Linked DNA regions of Macaca mulatta: region 2 is linked to region 1. A link is a contact called in public Hi-C data. All regions are on one chromosome and are shown on one strand. Each heading gives the region's core, a stretch centred on a gene start, on an enhancer-like site or on the middle of the called end of the contact. The rest is flanking DNA. Distances are from core to core; before and after follow the strand shown.

What was found. Hi-C and Micro-C count contacts between places; a contact is called where the count stands out from the background.
Region 2: a contact with region 1 is called in a Hi-C map of sperm, with 3 times the contacts expected there. The contact joins two enhancer-like sites. A contact is called at or near these places in 9 of 14 Hi-C or Micro-C datasets (CD4 T cells, blood, cortical neurons and 5 more).

Annotation. Positions count from the first base shown.
Region 1 is chr3:99,255,262-99,259,217 of T2T-MMU8v2.0, forward strand. CPVL (carboxypeptidase vitellogenic like) reads left to right here. Exons shown (of 15, transcript XM_028845911.2): 7 at 901-980. Among named protein-coding and RNA genes, the nearest start is that of CHN2, 100 kb to the left of the region's middle. Within about 2 kb of position 2,235, at least 9 of the 40 cell types and tissues checked have an H3K27ac peak or open chromatin away from gene starts, as enhancers often do.
Region 2 is chr3:99,418,891-99,422,731 of T2T-MMU8v2.0, forward strand. No RefSeq gene overlaps it. Among named protein-coding and RNA genes, the nearest start is that of TRIL, 25 kb to the left of the region's middle. Within about 2 kb of position 1,276, at least 18 of the 40 cell types and tissues checked have an H3K27ac peak or open chromatin away from gene starts, as enhancers often do.

The DNA of each region.
Region 1 (3,956 bases), core at 985-3,484:
GTCTGTGAACTTCCAGGTATAAGAAAATATTAGTTTAAAATTAGTCTTAATTATGTTAAAACTCCTTACCTACTGAAGATGAAATGGCTTAATGGCCATATTTCTCGAAAATAAAGAAAAGAAGGGGGAGGAGGAGGAGGAAGAAGAAGAAGACAACATACAACTACCTTTTTCTCCAGCCTAGAGAGTTTCTTTTTTTCTTTTTCTTTTTCTTTTTTTTTGGAGACAGAGTCTCGCTCAGTCACCCAGGCTGGAATACAGTGGCATGATTTCAGCTCACTGCAATCTCCGCCTCCCAGGCTCAGGTGATTCTTATGCCTCATCCTCCCCAGTAGCTGGGATTACAGGCACCCACCATCATGCCTGGCTAATTTTTGTATTTTTCGTAGAAATCGGGTTTCACCATGTTGGCCAGGCTGGTCTTGAACTCCTGACCTCAGATGATCTGCCCGCCTCAACCTCCCAAAGTGCTGGGATTACAAAAGTGAGCCACCACACCGACTAAGAGTTTTTTCTTGGCAGGACAGAGCAAAGCACTCTCCAGGGAGAGGAGACAACTTTGGATCTTTTGATACTGTAGCAGGGGATGGAAAAGATGAATTCTTCTTCCTTAAATCAACATCTGGCAGAGTCTCCACTGAGGACCAGGGCAGCTCAGCCGCTGACCCCAGGGCAAAGCTCTGTGTTGCTGTTTTGTTTGGGCTTTGGGGGGTAGAGAGAATAGGTGGCACTCAGCATCCTCCTGGGAGGAGGGCTAAAGGCACGGGGAGATGATGGCAAAAATCTGAAGTCTGAGCTTGGCCTTTGGAACAAGGTTGCCTTCCAGTGTGGGACCTCCCTGCAGGTCTCTAAGGCATGTGTTTCTCCGTATTTATACCTGCTTGTCTATTTCTTCTGCAGGTGGGCACAGGCTTCAGTTTTACTGATGATACCCACGGATATGCAGTCAATGAGGACGACGTAGCACGGGATTTATACAGGTAACATGCTCCCGCTTTCTCTTGGCCTTCTTCAGACCAAACATTTTTCTATCTCAACAGGAAAATTATTCTAGCATTGGAATTATTATTGACTGAGCCTTATAGTCCAATTCCTGAAGATAATTTAAGGATACTTTCACATCCACACAGCAGAATTTTTCAATTAAAGATTATTTTTTAAAACTTTCAACCAGACCTCTGAAAGGTTTCTGCTTGTTTTCCAAAATTGTATTTAACTTTGCATTTCTGGGGAGACAACATCTTTTCAGATATTTGTTTGTTTCCCAGGATTCTTCTTTTTGTGGCTTTTGGATGCAATTTTTTACTTTCTGCTTCTAGTTCATGACTTGTCCATGCTGAAAACTTAGCTTGTTAGTCTCTAGTATTCTCCCTTCTTCTTGTGAAAGTTTTCTTTTGCTTAAAAAAAAAAAAAAAAAAAAAGGAAAAATGTAAAGTTGTAAGTCTGGCCAAATAGTGTCCATATAATGTCTCCCTTTATTTACTCATATTAATCAGTGCTATTTTTAGCATTTTAAAAAAAGCAAATGACCTTTCTTATTTGGTCAGATTTTTCCAGTCTACAAATTATTACTAGAGACCAAATCCTTTCTGGTCACTAGGGCACCGCTTTATGCATTATAATAATTTACTAAATTATTATAATAATTTGCTAAAAGAACCCTAGTGGCCAGAAGGAGTTAACTAGCTCCCTACCCCACACCTCCACCAAGCACTCTGTTAATTACTACCAATCCCCAAAGCGAAAGCGCATCTAATAGGAGTCAGAGTTCGCTGATCTCTGACAAAAGCTTTCCGTTTCACTTTTCTTTCTCTCTAAGGCAGATAGGTGGCTGGAGGGAGAGAAGAAAGAACTACTTCCAAGCCCCTTTCCCAAAGATCTCTCCCTCTGCCCACCTAGAAAAGAATATGGCTGTTGTCTTCTCCACTTTTGTTTTTCACATGTTCCATGATTCAATCACTTCTATTCAGTGTCTAGGGGGATGCCCAGGACCCCACACTTCTGCTTCCATGTACAGTGGGGTCCTAGGGACATATTTGCCAAGTTCCTGGTGGGGTGTTCCCCCCAGCACCCCCTCCCCTTCCCTCCACAGACGTGACGGACGGCAGTCCTCCTCACAGGCTTCCTCAGAGCCAGGGCCAGGGCTCTCTTGGCACTGTGTGCTCTCTTTCTTCAGATTAGAGACCTACTCCCCACCCCCACCTCCCATCCCTCTTTGGTTTAAATCCAAACAAGCTCAGTGGTTAACTAGCAAACACCCTGAGGGCAGAGGTTCTGTATTGAAGAGCTGCATCGGCCCCCTCTAAGACAGAGCATCACTGCCAAGCCGTTTCTGTGTGTCCTTCCCCTCCCCCGAAGACTGTTACAGCTTCCAGTTGCCCCTCCATATGGGGATGTCGACTGCTGACATGTGGTCCATCTCCTCTTGCCTGACATGTAAAGGGAACCTATTTCAAAGCATCTATTGTTTATAGCTGTTGTAGTTCTTTTTGCTTCGGGCTCTTAGAACTGGAAAATAGCTAATCAAGGGTAGTGCAGAAAACTGATTTCAGCTGTTTCCTTTATAGTTTACACTCTTCGTTTCCCTTTGTGGCCACATTCTTCTCTCCAGCTCTCCAGATGGGTGTTTGCAATAAGAAGGTCGCTTGGAAACCTGCAAACGGGCTACTACAGGTTTAAAGAGTGGAGCTTTCATTTGCTCCCTTTGAAAACCAACTTTCATTTTTCTGAAAATCCCATTCTTTTGGACTATTAATAGTGCATGGCTGTAAGGAGACATTTACCATTCACAGTTTTGCTGCTTTTGTGTTTGGAAATAAAACTTTTTCACGAACAAGATGTTAAAATACTCTCCCTCTTTTCTTATTTGGAATGTGCTATTTAGTCACAATGCCTCTCTGGTTTAAAAAAAATTATGAAATTTATTAACTTTGATTTGGAGTACACTAGCTGGTGCCACTCTTCTTCTGCCATTGTTTACCAATTGCCTATTATGTGCCAGCTGCTGTTCTTGGTGCTGGTGAGACAGTAGTAAGCAATCCCCAAAGCCCCTGCCCTCCTGGTGCTTAGTCTAGTGGTGGACCTATAGTTATTTTCTTAGCAGCCAAATGTAAGCGCTACTATAGTTTTCTCCTACATGTTGGTTTGCAATGGGAAATGATATGTAGTGTTGCTCAACAAAGCTTCATAGCAATGCAGCTAGGAAGCAGGCTTCCTATATTAAATGAGAAAACTCTGTGTCCTGTGCCAGGTGGAGAGGATCATGGCTCAGCCTCGCTAGATGTTGAATGAATGCAAAAGAGGGCTCCCCTCACCGGCTCCAACAGAGCAGCACTGCCAGGATTCCTGTTGCTGAGCTTGTGTTGGTCCAGTGCAGGGCAGGTGAGCTCCAAAGTGGGGCTTAGCCTGTGAGGGGTTTTGGCTTTGCCCAGAAAAGAATTCAAGGGTGGCCAGGTGTGGTGGCTCACACCTGTAATCCCAGCACTTTGGGAGGCCGAGGCAGGCAGATCACCTGAGGTCAGGAGTTCCAGACCAGCCTGACCAACATGGAGAAACCCTGTCTCTACTAAAAATAGAAAAATTACCTCTTCTTGGTGGTGCATGCCTGTAATCCCTGCTACTCAGGAGGCTGTGGCAGGAGAATCGCTTGAACCTGGGAGGCAGAGGTTGCGGTGAGCTGAGATCATACCATTGCACTCCAGCGTGGACAACAAGAGCGAAACTGTCTCAATTAAAAAAAAAAACAAAAAAAGAGAATTCAAGGTGAGATGGAGGTAGAAGAAAACAGCTTTATTGAAGGGGCAGTGTTACAGCTCCATGTCTACTCCTGCAGGGCTACTGCCTAGTCAGAGGAGCAACTTAGGGCAATTTTGCAGTCATATTTAAACCCACTTTTAATTACATGCAGATTAAGGGTTGGTTCATGCAGAATTTTCTAGGGAATGGATAGTAGCTTT
Region 2 (3,841 bases), core at 26-2,525, 160 kb after region 1:
TGTGCGTCACCTGTCTTCTTCAGGACCTTGTTCCACTCTGTGCCAGTGGAATTTCTGCAAAGGCAGGGATTTTTCTCTATCCCAGTTGCTCTCACATTGCTTGGCACATGGTAGGGGCTCGATGTGTTGAATGCACTGTGGAATGAATCTGAGCTTGGCTTACTTCTCCAGGTTTATCTCCCGCCATATCCCTACAAACTCATTGTGCCCCAGTCCCATTGATCCATGAAGTTCCACATCACTCCCCCACAAGGCAGTGCGTGCAGTCCCTTCCTCCCGCAATACCTGTCTCCCCTTTCTACACATGCCAAGCTCGTCTTCATCCTCTGGATTCCACTGGAGCTTCAGCAACTCCATAATGCCTTCCCATGGTGACACATAGTGCATGGACCACGCTAAATGCTACTGGCTTGTTCAGGCCTCAACCTTCCCCGGAGACATTAAGCAACCCCAGGGCCAGACAGGGCCATTGTGTCTTTTCCTCCAGCCTGGTTCTTTAGATGTGTGATGAGAGAATACATAAATGGCATGCCTAAAGACATACAGGCAGTTAGTGGCAAGGAACACACTCGCTTCCAGATATGCTGGTCTTCCATTCATGATACTTCACTTGTTATTTCCGTTAGAGAACTCCTTTGAGAAGACATTCTCACCAACCTTCCTGAAACTCACAATTCCTCAAATTCCTTACATTAATCAAAATGTCATGTGATTAATTACTTTTCATGAAGTGGCTCCTACTGCATAGATTTTAGGCATGAAGATTTCTGTGAGATTTTGAGATGTTTTGAAATTCCTCAAGCAAAAGAAAGATATCCTGGGCAAGCTGAAGGTTATTGTAACCTCAAACCTTTTAGCTGAAAGTTTGAAATGCTCCCCTACTTTCTTTCCTGGATGGGTGGAGCTTTATCAAGGCCTTCATATTCATTTGAAATTGTCTTCTCTTAGAGTCTCAGTCAACGGTGGCTTTGGAGAACTGAGCTCTTTTTCTGGCTTATCTCCAGGCCCTTTGAGGGCTGGTGCCTGCACCCACCTTCTACAGGCAGCCTAAATGCCAAGATCGAGGTTGAACTTAGGTGATGAGGTCTTTTCATTTGCTATCTTCCTTGTTGGTCCTGGCATCTCCTCAGCATAGTGACCAGTTAACACTAAGGGGAAAGCAGATTAGCGTGTGCCCATGGCCACACAAACCCAACCAGATTAGGCAGGGCCCTGTGTCTCCCCCTTCTTCACTCCTCCTCTGCAGCCTGAGGCTGGTTTTCCCTTCCTGCTAGAGAGCTGCTTGTTTTCACTGGTTGCTAAGCAGCATGTAACATGCTGGCAGGGTTTGCAGCGGTCTCTCCTCTCCCAGCAGGCTCTTTGGATTAACCCCGTGTGGAAAAATGGAGTTTCAAAACATGGGGCTGTGTCACAGTCCAGAGAAGCCAGACCCAGAGTTGATAACAAGCCACGCCTTGCTTTGAGGGGCAGGGATTCACATGGGCCCCAGCTCCCAGGCCACTGGCACTTGACTTTGAGTTCTGGCCCCACCCCTTGGTAACTGAGTGACTTCTAGGAAGTAACTGACCCTCTCCAACTAAGTCTTGGTTTTCTCATATGTGAAAGGGTTAGGCCAGGTGTTGTGGCTCATGCCTGTAATCCCAGCACTTTGGGAGGCTAAAGCAGGTGGATCACCTGAGGTCAGGAGTTTGAGACCAGCCTGACCAACATGGCGAAACCCGTCTCTACTAAAAACAAAAAATTAGCTGGGCAAGGTGGTGCATGCCTGTAATCCTAGGTTCTTGGGAGGCTGAGGCAGGAGAATTGCTTAAACCCGGGAGGCAGAGGTGAGCCGAGATTGCGCCATTACACTCCAGCTTGGTTAACAAGAGTGAAACTCTGTCTCAAAAAAACAAAAATAAAAACAAAAAAGAAAGGGGATAATGGTACAATTTCTGCATATGTTGTTCTGAGGATTAAATGAGATAAGTGTGAAAAGTACCCAGCACAGAGTCCATTATGTGGTAGGAACCCAGCACTCACAGTTAGCTGCTGGTCATGCGATTTTCACAGCACTGTCGTGCCTATGATCTGCCTCCACATCACTACAAGGCACCTGGCTAAGGTAACTGTTGATATTTCCATTTTAAAGATGGAAAACACAGGCACAGAGAGGCAAGGGGAGTTGTTCAAAGCTAAACAACTGAACTAGTGTTGGAGTCGGGTTCCCTAATGACTTGTTTCGTGTTTTTTCTACTTTGTCACAGCACCCCAGAGGTACCTAAGTCTCAAGGTTCCTTCCATCCGGACTTTTCTTTGAGGAAGAGAAATCAATTGGAGGCAAGTGAGTCTGTGCACCTTGCTTCCCACTTTGAAACAGTTTCACTTTTGATCATTACTAAATCATCCCCAAGACGAAAATTATGTGTGCATCCATTCTCTGTCTAGCGTAATGGGAATGAACAAATAACATGGACTTCACGTGAGACTATGAGTACTGGACAAGGAAAAATTGGCCTTGAAGTACGTGGTATGAAATCATGCTTCCAATCTATAGAGTGACAGAGCTGTAGGAAAGCTGACCTTCATAAAATCAAAAATAGTGAGAGTTTGTCATACCACCCAGGGAAAAGTAGGTAATTTTAAGTCTTTTTCTCTGGACTCCTAATGACTCTAATTATACTGCTTCTGCTTTTTAGAGTCAGTTAATTCAGCTGGTTGCCAGAAAGGCAGCAAATTTGATCCTTGAAACTAGTTTCACTTTATTCTGTTATAGCCCTGGGCTGCACTTTACCCTAGCCTGGTCCAGGTCTCTTGGGAAACCTGATGAGAAGAGGTGGGGAGTGACTTTCCACTCTTTTGTAGAATCAACTCTAAGACTCTAAGCACTTGGTGGCATTTGAGTATTGCTTTCAAACATTTTTGTTATGTCCTGGACCATTATGTAGTTAATATTTTCTTTAAATTCACTCATTTATAACCTTAAAAGTTTTAAAATACTGTTGTATTAGTCAGGATAGTCTAGGCTTTGTTACAGTAACAAATAAACCCTGATATTGCAAAGGCTTAACACAGCAAAGGTTTGGTTTTCCATATGAACAAAAGTTCAACATCACTGATCATTAGAGAAATGCAAATCAAAACTACAATGAGATACCATCTCACGCCAGTCAGAATGGTGACTGTTCAAAAGTCAAAAAACAATAGATACTGGCAAGGCTGTTGAGAAATAGGAATGTTTTTACACTGTTGGTGGCATGTAAATTAGTTCAACCATTGTAGAAGACAGTGTTGCGATTCCCAAGGATCTAGAACCAGAAATACCTTTTGACCCAGCAATCCCATTTCTTGGCATATACTCAAAGGAATATAAATCATTCTACTATAAAGACACATGCACATGTATGTTTATTGCAGCACTATTTATGATAGCAAAGACTTGGAACCTGCCCAAAAGCCCATCAATGATAGACCGGATAAAGAAAATGTGGCACATACACACCATGGAATACTATGCAGCCATAAAAAGGAATGAGATCATGTCCTCTGCAGGGACATGGATGAAGCTGGAAGACATCATCCTCAGCAAACTAACACAGGAACAGAAAACCAAACACCACATGTTCTTACTCATAAATGGGAGTTGAGCAATGAGAACACATGGACACAGGGAGGGGAGCATCACACACGGGCACCAGTAGGTGGATAGGGGAATGAGAGGAGGGAGAGCACTAGGACAAATAGCTAATGCATCAGGGCTTAAAACCTAGATGACGGGCTGATAGGTGCAGCAAACCACCATGGTGCATGTATACCTATGTAACAAACCTACACATTGGGCACCTGTATCCTGGAACTTAAA